Regions from separate parts of the Pan troglodytes genome. Here region 1 is linked to region 2. Evidence: chromatin contacts called from public Hi-C data. All regions are on one chromosome and are shown on one strand. Each heading gives the region's core, a stretch centred on a gene start, on an enhancer-like site or on the middle of the called end of the contact. The rest is flanking DNA. Distances are from core to core; before and after follow the strand shown.

Evidence for each region. A called contact is a pair of places that touch in the nucleus more often than the background predicts.
Region 1: a Hi-C map of induced pluripotent stem cells shows a contact between it and region 2, with 4 times the contacts expected there. The contact joins the promoter of TAFA3 here to the enhancer-like site in region 2. A contact is called at or near these places in 5 of 7 Hi-C or Micro-C datasets (blood, induced pluripotent stem cells, a lymphoblastoid cell line and 1 more) and 1 of 1 other capture datasets (stem cell-derived neural stem cells).

Annotation. Positions count from the first base shown.
Region 1 is chr1:118,468,522-118,474,882 of NHGRI_mPanTro3-v2.0_pri, forward strand. TAFA3 (TAFA chemokine like family member 3) reads right to left here and starts at 4,953. Exons shown (of 6, transcript XM_001155198.5): 1 at 4,559-4,953; 2 at 3,221-3,278; 3 at 1,506-1,621; 4 at 689-838. The coding sequence starts at 1,620.
Region 2 is chr1:118,390,454-118,396,613 of NHGRI_mPanTro3-v2.0_pri, forward strand. No RefSeq gene overlaps it. Among named protein-coding and RNA genes, the nearest start is that of TAFA3, 80 kb to the right of the region's middle. Within about 2 kb of position 1,923, at least 2 of the 24 cell types and tissues checked have an H3K27ac peak or open chromatin away from gene starts, as enhancers often do. A contact at or near this core is called in induced pluripotent stem cells and stem cell-derived neural stem cells, where this site is marked.

The DNA of each region.
Region 1 (6,361 bases), core at 3,703-6,202, 81 kb after region 2:
GTACTCAGGCTGAGGCCTGGGGACGTAACCCTCTCAACTTTAATCCCACCGATCCCTGCATCTCCCCAGACAGTGATGGGTGAAGGCAGGCAAAAATGTCTCTAAGGTGACCATGTCACTAGCATCGATGCACAACCAGTATACTCCCTCTGTGGTGTGTGAGCAAGGGTGTGAGTCGTCTGGAGGGGTCTACAGACCAGGAGTGCATAGCTGGCATAGCTGGTATGCGCGTGACACAGTGGGCATGTGTATGGGGTGCCAAATGAGTGTTAGGGTAATGAGTGTGGGTGTGAAGGATCACACGTGTCCACATAGGAAAGTGTGAGAGAAGGGCTGAGAAGGAGAGGAGAGTACGAGGAGACAGCCAGGGGAAGGAGCAGCAGGGGAAGGAGCTGGAGGAAGTGTGTGGGGAGAGGAGTGGGGCTGTGTGAGGGAACGCTCCTGTGTGTGCAACAGGCAGAGGGCACGTGAGTGTGGGAGGCTGTGCGCATAACAAGAGCTTTTCTCATCTATGACACAGGGATGGCCACGTCTGCCCTCTTCTCCCAGAGGGGGCCCCACCATTTGGGACTGCTCATGAAAGCCCTGAGACGGGTATAAAATTGTATCCCCAGCAGATGGCGAGGCCTGAACAGGCCTCCTTATGGCTCTGCTCAGGGCCCTGCCCGGGTCCTGGCCTCTCACTCACCGTCCACGCAGGAGGGCTTTGCCCGCGTGGTGCCGGCCACCTGGCCAGAAAAACAGGAGCATTTCACCGTCTGGGAGCGCTCCTCGATGCGGTTCCGGTTGCAGCAGCGGTGAGCCGCAATCACCTCGCAGGTGCCCTGCTGCACAAGCACTGAGGGGAGCCGCCCAGGATCAGACGCCCAACACGCCCGACCCCGCTCCCTCCCGCCCACCCGGGCTGGCCTCCAGCCCCTCCTCCCTGCTGCAGAGAGGGCTATGGAAGAGACTGCCAGTGGCAGGGGAGGAGGGAGTGGATGAAATCTTCCCGCCGCTTCACAGAGCTCCTATTCTTCCTCCCTCCCCTGTGAGGCCTGTGCTCTTCACCCTTTGGCAGAGCACGGCCCCTGGGCAGAAGACAGAGTCCCGCACCAGCCCCGCCTCCCCAGCTTCCTCAGGGTGAGGGCAAGGGCCCCAGGGCTTACAATGCGTGGGGAGGATCATCCGCTTACACAGGCTTTAGCCATCCCAGAAGGAAAACCACAGAATTAGGCCAGGAGGCTAGAGATAAGCCCTCACCCGAGGGCCTCTCTCACTAAAGAACACCTTCCAGCCTGGAAGGAGAGGTGAGCAAAGGGTCTGCCCAGACCTTCTCTGGGGCGGGACAGCTGGGGTGGGCAGAGATTCCTGGGTAAAGAGCAGAGGAGGAGCCGGAACCCCTAGAATCTCTGGATTTTACTCTGCCTGGGAGACCTGCCTGCTATGGAACACGGTGGAGTGGTGTCCAGCTCCCCAGGTGTCCTGGGAAACTCCCTCCCCGGGCCCTGCCACCTCCTCCAAACCTGTGGCAGTGGGAGGCTGCAAGGCAGCCAAGGTCAGGTGGGTCCACAGCCAGGCCAGGCACAGTGCCAGCAGCCAGCCGCCCGTGCTCCAGTTCCGCGCGACCCTCTCACTCATCCTGCGGAAAGAAGCACACATTCTGCTCAGCTCCAGGCAGAAGCTCCCCTGTGCACCTGGGCACCTTCTCTGTGCCACACACTCTGGGAGGCACAAAGATGGGGAGGAGGCACACCTTGTCCCCAGGCATCTTTCGACCTGGCACAGAGTCATGCAGGCAGTAGTGAGTGCTGCAGGAAGAAAAGGAGAGCCTTTGGAGGAGACAACATTTAAGAGGCATCTTGGAGGATGAACTAGCTATGGGCCCATGGAGGGTCGTGACATGGGAGGGACAATAATACTGACTCCTACTCTTTGAGTGCTTGGTTCCAGCACTTCACATGCACACTCTTGAATTCTTCACAACTGTCCTACAAAGCAACATTATTATTACCCGTTTTACAGATGAGAAAACCAAAGCTCAAAAAGCTAGGACATAACCTAAACAACCATCAGTAAAAGACTGGCTGAATACATCGTAAAGAGTCTGTACAAATGCAGTCCCATCCAGATAGCTGTAAAAAAACCAATGGGGAATTGCTTTATGTCCTGACACATGCAGTGATCTCCAGTGATAATCCACTGTTAAGGGGGAAAAAAAGCAAAGTGTAGAATGGTGTGTATACGATGTGTATAAGGCAGGCCAGGAGTGGTGGTTCATGCCTCTAATTCCAGCACTTTGGGAGGCCAAGGCAGGAGGATCACTTGAGGCCAGAAGTTCGAGACCAGCCTAGGCAACATAGCAAGACCCCATCTCTACAAAAAATTAAAAAATTAGTCAGGCATGGTGGTGCACACCTATAGTCCCAGCTACTCCAGAGGCTGAGGTGAGAGGATCAGGAGTTTGAGGCTGCAGTGATCTATGACTGTGCTACTGCACTCCAGCCTGGGCAACAGAGTGAGACCCTAGCTCAAAAATAAATAAAATAAAATGTGTATAAAGGAAGGATTATCTATGTTGCTCAGATATGCATAAACTAGCTTTGAAAAATATATTTTAAAACTAGTAATATTGTTTGCCATCCAAAAGGGAAACTGGTTGGTTGGGAGATGGAGGTAGAAGAGAGACATTTTTCTCCTGATTTATTTCTTGCTTTTTGAGCTGCCAACCACGGGAATGCAGTAGCACTTCAATTTAAACAGAATTTAAATTTAAAAAGGAAGAGATGAAACCGAGGCTAACAGAAGTCAAATGACTTGCCCAAGGCCAGGCAGCATGTGGGTGGAAGAGTTCAGAGCCTAGAAGCCTGCCCTCTGCCCACTGCACCACCTTGCCTCTGTTCTCTTCCCCTTTCCTTTTCCTCTTTCATCGTTGATGGTTTGGGCCTCCCAAAGCTACCCTGAAGGGTAGGCTGGAAATGGAGGGAATCCTAAGGAAGCAAGAGGCACAGAGTAGCTAGGAGCTGCCCAGCCATAGAAGGGAGCAGGAGAAGTCCCAGGATGCAGCAAGGCCAAAAGCTCAGGGGTGAGCCTGGACCACTGCTGGGCCCCCACAAGTGCCAGTGCAGCTTTGGGAATACCAGAGGCCAAACCAACTGCTAGGACCCAGTTGCTCCTCAGATAGGGTACTTGATCTCTGTCCACCCCCGCTACTCCCCATCTTCAATGTCTCCTCACTTACCTTTTTGGGGATCTTTCAGTTTCTGTCTGTTCATCTGCTGTCCTCAGACTCACTCCACCTGGACAAGTAGGAAAGATTCATAGGGGGTTGCAAAGGATAGAGGGAGCCGATGGCTCTGCAGGGGGTGAAGGAGAACCTGGGAGAGGGCAAGGGGGTGGGCTGGGCACTGAAGTTCAGCCCAATTCTGAAGCTGTTCTCAGGTGCCAGGGCAGGGACAGTCTCTTCTGGCCTGGGAATCTGGAGGGGCCCTTGCAGACTCTGGGATCACACAGGGTGGTGAGCCTGAGAAGGGTGGCCTGAGGGAGTTTCTCTATCCCAAGAGTGAAGCAGGGTGATGGTAGGGAGGGGTCTAAGAATCACAGCTGTCATCTCTCTGGCCTTGGGAAGGAGCTGAGGGTCAAGGAAGGAGCAGAACCTGACAGATTCCTGCTGGAAGAGGCACGTGGGAAAGATACCTGAGGCCCTGATCCTCTTTGCTTCCACCTCCTACCCACTATGGCACCTGCTTCCTGGACTCACATGGAGCTGGCTTGGCTTAGCAGCCCTTGCCCCCATTCCCACACCAGAGGGCTAGAATGGGGACACTCCAGGTCCCTGAGCCTTTGAAGGCCACAGCCTCCAATAGCTTTCCATTTCTCCCTAAGAACCTCTCTTCCCTCACCTCTCTAAAGGGAGGCAGAACTGAAACATATAGGATGGTGGGGCCCCGGAAGGACAGAGACCCCTGAGTCCTAGCTCCTAGGAGCGAGAGCATAAGGGGAATCTGGAGGAACACAGAGGAAGAGGTGCCAGTTCCCAGGGGATGGGTGTGCTCCCTGGGCTGAGCTTCCCACTCTTCTAGATGTGCCTCTTTCCTGAGTAGAGATCTCTTCTCCCTGCCCTCCAGGAACCCTCCTTTTGACCATCACAAATGCAGCTTTGTCTTCTCTCAGGTGATCCTATTTCACTCTGAGCTGCAACATCCTCCAATCCAACTCAGGCATCTCTCCTAGGAACCCCAAAGCCCAAAAGACCTTGGTGGGGTGGGGAGCAGAGGGGTGGGGGTGTTCATTTGGGCTCTCATCCCTGGCATTCTATTCCCTCCCTCCCTGAAACAGCTGGACATAGAAGCTTCTGGGATGTGTTTTTCGACTTCCATGCTCCTGCCTCAATTTCCTAGCCTATTTTTCCTAAATCCCAATCCAGGGGTTTAGTGAGGCTGAGTTAGCAGCCTGCATTACAAGGGTTTGAGGATGTGAACCACAAGAATCTTCAACCTTTCTTCACCTTCTCTCCCCACAAACCCCCCTAACGCCTACTCATTCCTCCACATTCTGAGCCCCCACACCTGGGACCTACCTGGTCCACGGTGGTGCCCACTGGTTCGATCTGCTGCCCTGAAGTCTTCCTTGCCACTGAGCCAGGGACCAGCACTCCGAAAGACAGACTTTGGGAGGGAGCGGCCAGCTTGGGTGCTGTCTAGTCCGGAGACCTGTCCCCTTCACCAAGTTGCTGCGCCCCCGGGACAGCGGGGTTCTGGTCAGGTTGGCATCATCCGCAGGGCGGGCCGGGCTCTGGGCACAGGGGAGCTCTGGGCCCGGCCCCGCCAGCTCTGCAGAACTCAGCCGGGTTTTTTCCAAGGTTCCTGCCGGCAGGCCGGGGAGCGCGCAGCCGCCGCAGCAACCGCCGCCTCGCCCCGGGCTACCCCCGCTCCTCCAGCCCCGCGTGGGCGCCGCCGCCTCCTTCGGGACAGTGCCAGGCGCTCGGCTGAACGGATGGGCACAGCCGAGACGCAGCGGCCCCTGGCGGCCGAGGGCAAGAGGAAGGGAGAGAGGACATCCGGCCCCCGCAGGTTCAGTGAGGATGGACACCTCCGTGGTGGCAACTCAGAGGAGGTCCCTCAAAACCCTGAAGGTCTTGTGGCCCCCAGTGCCCTGGCTCAGGGGAGGTGGAGGTGCTGGGGGGAAAGGAGCTGGGAGTGACGAGTGATTGACTAGACCCTCAGGGTTTTTGAGCTTTGAAGATTGCAGAACTGCATTGTCCAATACGGTAGCCACTAGTGGCATGTTGATATTTAAATTTAAATCTAAATTAATTAAACAAAACTTAAAATTCAGTTCCTCATTAGTAGGCACCATATTTCAAATGCTCAATAGCCACACGAAGATAGGGACTGCTGTATTGGACAGAGCAGATGTAGAACATTCCCGTCAGTGCACAAAGTTCTGTTCAGCAGCACTCTTCTAGAATGATATTTAGGAGGGAATAGTAAATGTCTCTTCCTCTCCCAGGAGTGGTGCTCTCAGGGGCTGGGAGGGCTAGAGGAAGTATGAGGGTGTGGGCATTAGGCAGGAGGACAGTAGTAGGCTACGAATGGTCCCTATGGAAGTTAAGTGTGAATACCAACATGGGAACCAAATTCTGAGACCTAGTTTCTTGTTTCTCTTTCTTTCTTCCTTCCTTCCTTCTCTTTCTTTCATTCTTTTTCTTTTCTTTTTTATTTATTTATTTTTTGGGGACAGGATCTCATCACTCTGTCACCCAGATCTTGGTTCATTGTAATCTCCACCTCCTGGGATCAAATGATCCTCCCATGTCAGCCACCTGAGTAGCTGGGACTATAGGGGTAGTCTGTAGTGCACTACCAAGCCAGGGTTAATTTTCTGTATTTTTTGTAGAGACAGGGTTTTGCTATGTTGCCCAAGCTGGTCTTGAACTCCTGGACTCAACTGATCCATCCACCATGGCCTCTCAAAGTGCTGGGATTACAGGTGTGAGCCGCCACTCCTGGCCTGAGACCCAGTTTCTTTATCAGAAAAATTGTAATGTAATTAATTGCAACTGAATAATTCTTTACAGAGATCTGTTTTGGATGCGAATGTATTAGACAAATGAGAGGAAGTGGTGTTCTGTGAATTTGAAGGGACTTTCCTCTTAGTTTAAGAGGCCTTTGGGTTTAGGGTGATGTGAAGGGGAGAGACAAGGCAGAAGATGACCAGTTCTGGGCCCTGAGCCACCACTGTGGCCTGAGATAAAGGGGCCTGTCTTGAGGCTGTCCAGTCCCCCTCCTTGGCTCAAGCTTCACACTCCCCCAGCAGGGCCAGCCACTAAGCAGAGTCTCACTCTTCACAGAGAAAAACATCCCACAAGTCTGCTTCTTCA
Region 2 (6,160 bases), core at 673-3,172:
TCAGCCACAGGTGCTTTTGTTCCCCGGGGAAGTATTCAGCTGGCCCTCCTGAGGAAGGCTCACTTAGACGGGAACGCTTTTGCACCCGGCTGCTTCTGTTGGTCCAGGGAAGACCCTGTATGCCCTTCTCATGGTAAGGATTTCATGTTGTAAGGACTTTGTCAGCACCCTGCTGCACACAACAGATGTCGGCAGAGCTTCTTTCCTTTCTCTGCCCCCACTTGCACCAAGCCAGTTCTTTTGGAAAGTGGAAATAAATGAAAGAAACAAACTCCCAGGCAAGTCGCAGTGCTCTGATCGCCGTCCTCATGAACAGAGCATTAATTAATTGCTCACTCGCAGAAAGGAAAAGTTAATTACCTACCATGGAAACTTTAAAAAGAAAAAAAGGAAACATGAGTTTAAATTTTAATTAGGGCCCTTGCATGGTGGGAATAGAAAGGAGCTGTTTCTAATTGTGGGCATTTAAGGCAAGAGCCTTTTGTCCCTTTGTGCACCTCCTGTGCTCACCACCTCCCTACCAGACCTCCAGCCTGAACCTCCTCTCAGAATAGGCAGAGAAAATGAATGTGGAGGGGCCAGAGCACCCCCACTAGGACTCTGGTCATTGCCCCTTAGGGAGCTGTTCAAGGGCAGGGATTGAGAAACACAGGACAGGGTTCACTGCCCCAAACGACCTTCCTTACTGCTCACTGCTGCTTAAAATGTCAGCACCAGAAGAGTGGCAGATGCTGCCGTGTGCAGACCCCCTCCAGAAATGCAGGACACATTCCCCACCCTCAGGGAGCGCAGCCAGCCCCTTCCAGGACTGCCCTAGATCACACCACCTGCCCAGGCCAGCCTGCACCCAATGACAGATCAATATATACTATGAACACCCAGCCTGCTCTCCCCAGTTTAAGACAACTCTGAAGGTCATTCCAGCTCCCAAGTTCCCTGCAGGGTCAGCTGGGACTGTTGTTCAGACTGCAGTGCAGCTCAACTTCTCCCTCTGTCCAATCTCACTGCTGTTGCCCCTCTCTTCCACAAGGGATCATCCCAAGAGAACTCCCTAACAAATGTCCTGAACACTTATCTCTGTCTCAGAGTTTGCTTCTTGAGGATCCTAGCTTGTGACACAGATTTACAGTGAACAGTGTTAAAGTGCTATGGGAGGGATATGCATTGAGCAGTTTACATTTTATACAATCGTCAAGTTAAGGGACTATCAGAAGGCATCTAATCCAGTCCAATAGAGCACTCCCAGCTTAGCATTTGACCCAGCTAAGGCCGCCTTGATCTGAGCACTGACAGTGACAGGGACTCATCCTCTCACAGAACAGCCCTTTTGGTGCCCACACAGCTCCAACTGCTAGAAGGCTCTTCTCACACCGGTCGGCTTCTGCCAGGCAGAGCCACAGAGCAAGGGTCTATGTGCTTGCCAGGCTCATGCCAGGCTGTGAGGAAGACAGGATGCTGTAGACCCTGTCTCTGCCCCCTTGACAGATGAGGTCTAGACTGAGGATGTCAGCAGGGGCCTGGCTCCCAGCACCCTCAACAGTCCTGGGGACATGCATTTGTTCCGCATTCAGAGTTCCGTACTGCCCCCTGTATGATGGGGCCATCAAGCATACAGTAGGACAATACCCAGTGACCTGGACACCGCCTCTGTAAGTAGCCTGGTCACATGTAGGGTCATTTCCAGGTGCTTTTGATAAGTTTGGTATCCACCTGGGGCTCCTTCAAGGGCATCTCCAGCCTGACCCTGAGCTCCCCTTATAGCAGCCTAGGCCTCAAGTTGGAGACCAATTAAGCTGAGGTTGTGTCAACCCCTTAGCTGCTTGCTTGCTAAGGAATTAGCAGTGCCCAGGGACTCCCTGTATGACATCGCTTTGACCAAGCCAACTCGCGGGCCCTGTTGTTGCTCTGGCCCAGCCGCAGCTAGATGGCACTGTCCCATCACGCCAGTCACCTGCCCTGCCTGGCCAGCCAGGCTCACTAAGCACCCAACCTTGTGACTACAGGAATGCAGAGGGGGCCACACAAGGTTTCTGGACCCCAGCCCCAGATTTTTACTAAGGTAACTGTCACAGTCCATTGGAGACACTGCCCACCCTTCCTCCAGGGCTCAGAGAATTATTTGTTTATTCAACAAATATTTACTGAGCTCCTACTACTTGTTACGACTACTGGACTCCAGACCAGGTACAGGAGATAAGGCCGTGAGCACTGAAGACACTTTCCTGCCCTGCCTGGAGATAACAGACCAACTAGGGAGTCAGAAACACATGTAAATTCACATACCTGGGAAGTGTTTCAAAGGACAGGATAGGATGCAGGGTTGGGGAGAGGGGGTGTTGGACAGGCCATCCTGTCCTGCTCTGAGAGGCTGGGGGATGTGGGGGGTTCTGAGAGAGTGGCCTCTGCACTAAAGTTTGAAGGAGAGTCCAAGTTCACCAGACAGAGGAGGTGTCCTGGGAAGGGCTTCTGCACCCAGAAGGATGCAGATTTAAACTTTGTCAGCCAGACGTGGTGGCTCATGCCTGTAATCCTAGCACTTTGGGAGGCTGAGGTGGGCGGATCACTTGAGGTCAGGAGTTTGAGACCATCCTGGCCGACATGATGAAACTCCACCTCTACTAAAGATACAAAAATTAGCGGGGCATGGTGGCACGTGCCCGTAGTCCCAGCTACTCGGGAGGCTGAGGCAGGAGAATTGCTTGAACCCAGGAGCAGAGGTTGCAGTGAGCTGAGATTGCGCCACTGCACTCCAGCTTGGGGGACAAGAGTGAAACTCTGTCTCAAAAAAAAAAAAAAATTGTCAGAAGAGATTCGAGTCAGATTCATGGAAGAACATATAGGCTGAGGGTGGTGAGAGTGAAAGGGGATGGGGGTGTCTGCCAACTCCATAGGGTCACTTCCAGCTCTGAGGATGGGAAAGGAAGGGCAAGCCCAGGTGGGCACCAGCCACATTAGACATGCTCTGTGACACCAGCTGAGGTTGGCCATTGCCGTTTAGAGAGAGAGAGTACTAGCGAACTGCAGGCAGGAAACCCAGATTGTGAGGGGCCAGAAGGGCTGGGAGATGCCCAGAAGATCCAGACGAGTAGGCACCAGGAAGGGGAAGGAGTGCTCCCTTCTGGGGGCTCCGTGGAGCCAGGTTGTAGCTTTCTCCAAGCAGGGCCCACAGGACAGGCAGGGAGTGGAGAGGAGGGCAGGACTGTGGGCTGGTTCAGGCTATAGGACCCACAGACAGACAAATGAGTACAAATGAGACACAAAGAAGCAGGCAGGGGCAGGGCACCGTGGCTCACACCTGTAATCCCAGCACTTTGGGAGGCCGAAGTGGGCGGATCACCTGAGGTCAGGAGTTAGAGATGAGCCTGGCCAACATGGTGAAACCCCATCTCTACTAAAAATACAAAAAATTAGCCAGGCTCAGTGGCGAGCACCTATAATCCCAGCTACTTGGGAGGCTGAGAATCGCTTGAACCCCGAGGCAGAGGTTGCAGTGAGCTGAGATGGTTCCACTGCACTCCAGCCTGGGTGACAAAGCAAGACTCTGTTTCAAAAAAAAAAAAGCCAGCAGGACTTCCTTAGTCTCAGGTGGACTCTCCTGAGCCCCACACAGCAGAATGCTTCATCCTCTTGTCGTGGCAGCCAAAGACTTTTCCTCCCCTGACAACTCCATACCTACCCCATAAGAGGCCCCCCCCCTCTCTCCCTGGGCTGTTCCTCTGGGGCATCTACAACAACCAGAGCCTTTCAGGTAGTCCACACAAAAGTCTCTCCAGGTCTTATGTGGGCTGGAGCTAGGGGCGAGGGCAGGAAAGCCTCAGCCTCAGGGAAGAGGCCGCCATCTGTCAACCCTGGATGAGATGTGCATCAGCCTGAAAGCAGAGGAAGGGATAAAATGACCTCGGGAGCCGTCCAGCCCCAGAGCTTCCACTGGCTTGCTGGATGAAGGACATTAAATATTTGGCAAGTGCTCAGCAAGAATAGATGGGAGAACCCATAGCCAGGACCTCAAACCAGGGACTAGCAGAGGGCAGGGCCTCTGCCTCACCCTGGCTGGGCCTGTTCCCTCATTAGGACCCAGGCACTGTCAATTACCACCAGGCATGGTGAAGAGGAAAACCAATCTATAGGGAGATGTGCCCTCTCCAAAACATTATGGCAGGGACAGTAAGGAAATGTTGTTTCCCAAGCCAAGGTTCAGGCCTATTTGAAGGTTTAATGTGGTAAAAGGTCTAGGGGTGGGCTGGGAAGAGGAGGGCTAAATAATTCAGAAAGCAAATGGAGAAGTGGCTGTTGATGATGCTGACCGAGGCTTGTGTAACTGGCTGGGCTCAGCAGCATCCTCAGGCTCCTGGGAGAAAGGGCACAAGTGGGGATTTGGGGAGACAGAGGCAGGAGTGAGCACACAGCTGGCCGGTAGAATAGCTTGAAAGGTTTTGCTTCTCAAGGCACTTTCACAAGCCCCCTCCTCCCCAGGGCCCTATGAGGCAAGCAGGGCAGGTAAGGAGACTCTGGAGGCTGACCCCCCAGGCCTGCAGCCCAGGACCTCATGAGCAGCACAGCCCAGACAGGAAGTCCTCCCACTGCGTGGGGTCCTTACTTTCACACCACTTTCCTCTCTTCCACCTCCTGATCCCTGGGACAGTCCTGTGAGATACGTCAAGGATCGCTGAGCCTGGAGTAGCCAAAAGACCTGGGTTTTGAGCATGGTTTTGGCACAGCTAAGGTGTGTGATCTCGAGCAAGTTCTGTTCCCTCTCTGGACCTGCATAGACTTCTCACTTCTTTTTTTTTTTTTTTTTAGACAGAGTTTCGCTCCCATTGCTCAGGCTGGAGTGCAATGGCTCAATCTCGGCTCACCACAACCTCTGCCTCTTGGGTTCAAGTGATTCTCCTGCCTCAGCCTCCTTAGTAGCTGGGATTACAGGCGCCCACCACCACGCCTAGCTAATTTTGTATTTTTAGTAGATACGGGGTTTCTCCATGTTGGTCAGGCTGGTCTTGAACTCCTGACCTCAGGTGATCTGCTTGCCTCAGCCTCCCAAAGTGCAGGGATTACAGGTGTGAGCCACCATGTCCGGCCCTCACCTCTTTTTTATGATAAAAATGTGAAGATTGATATCTGAGGTCTCTTCTAGCTTTCATAGTCTCTGATTCTAAGCCCAATGAGCAGATAAGAACATCAAGGTTCAGCCTGTAGGTGGGATAAATAGGGAAAAGGCCTCTTCCAGTTGCTTTTACTCCTATCTCTTGCCTCCCTTTTCACTCAGCTCAACCCAGGAACATGAGAAGAAAGTGCCACCTTGCCCTATCTGCACCCCGGAGACCTATGTGGAGGAGAATCCTGTCTTCTGGCTCCTTCTCTTGTCTGGACCCAAAAGCAGGAAGCCCATCAGTGTTTAATGAAGCCAGGACCAACCTAATTATCAGGGGCGCTTGTGTTAATAAGCACCTTTCAATCCATGCAGGGAGCTAATACAGACAGAATAAAAAGGGAAGAAAAGTCATTAGCTTGAAATGTCTGGGCCCCTACCTGGGCTGAGCCCCATGAAGTCATTATGGGTAGTTACGGGCTCTAACCACCACACGCAGTCCCAGGCAGGTACAGATAATGATAGGGGAGCATGTGGCCCCTCTGGGGTAGATAAGTCATCAAAAAGGACAACTTTTTGTTTTTCGTTCTCTTCCATCCTGTTTCTTTGAGGGCCCCCACCAGCCCCTCCCCTGCACAGTCTGGTTTCATCCCTTTATTTAGAAACATCTGGTTTCTAAATAAAAGGAAAGAGTCCAACTTTCCTTTTATTTAGAAACAGGAGTCATCGTACTCTGAGATTCTGTAACTGAGTATTCTGGAAGCACTAAGAGCTTTCCTGATTCTCCCCTCCACTCACTCTGAGCCAGGGGTTGCTTGACTGGGGAGAAGCAGTGAAGATGGTGGAAAGTCAGTTAGACTTTGCTGATGGACTGGATGGGGGCAGGGAAATTGGTGGCACATGTCTGTAATCCCACCTACTTGGGAGACTGAGGCAGGAGAATCACTTAAACCGGGGAGGTAGAGGCTGCAGTGAGCCGAGATCACGACATTGCACTCCAGCGTGGGCAACATGAGCAAAACTGTGTCTCAAAAAAAAAAAAAAAAAAAGATGTTGAGGCCAGTCATGGTG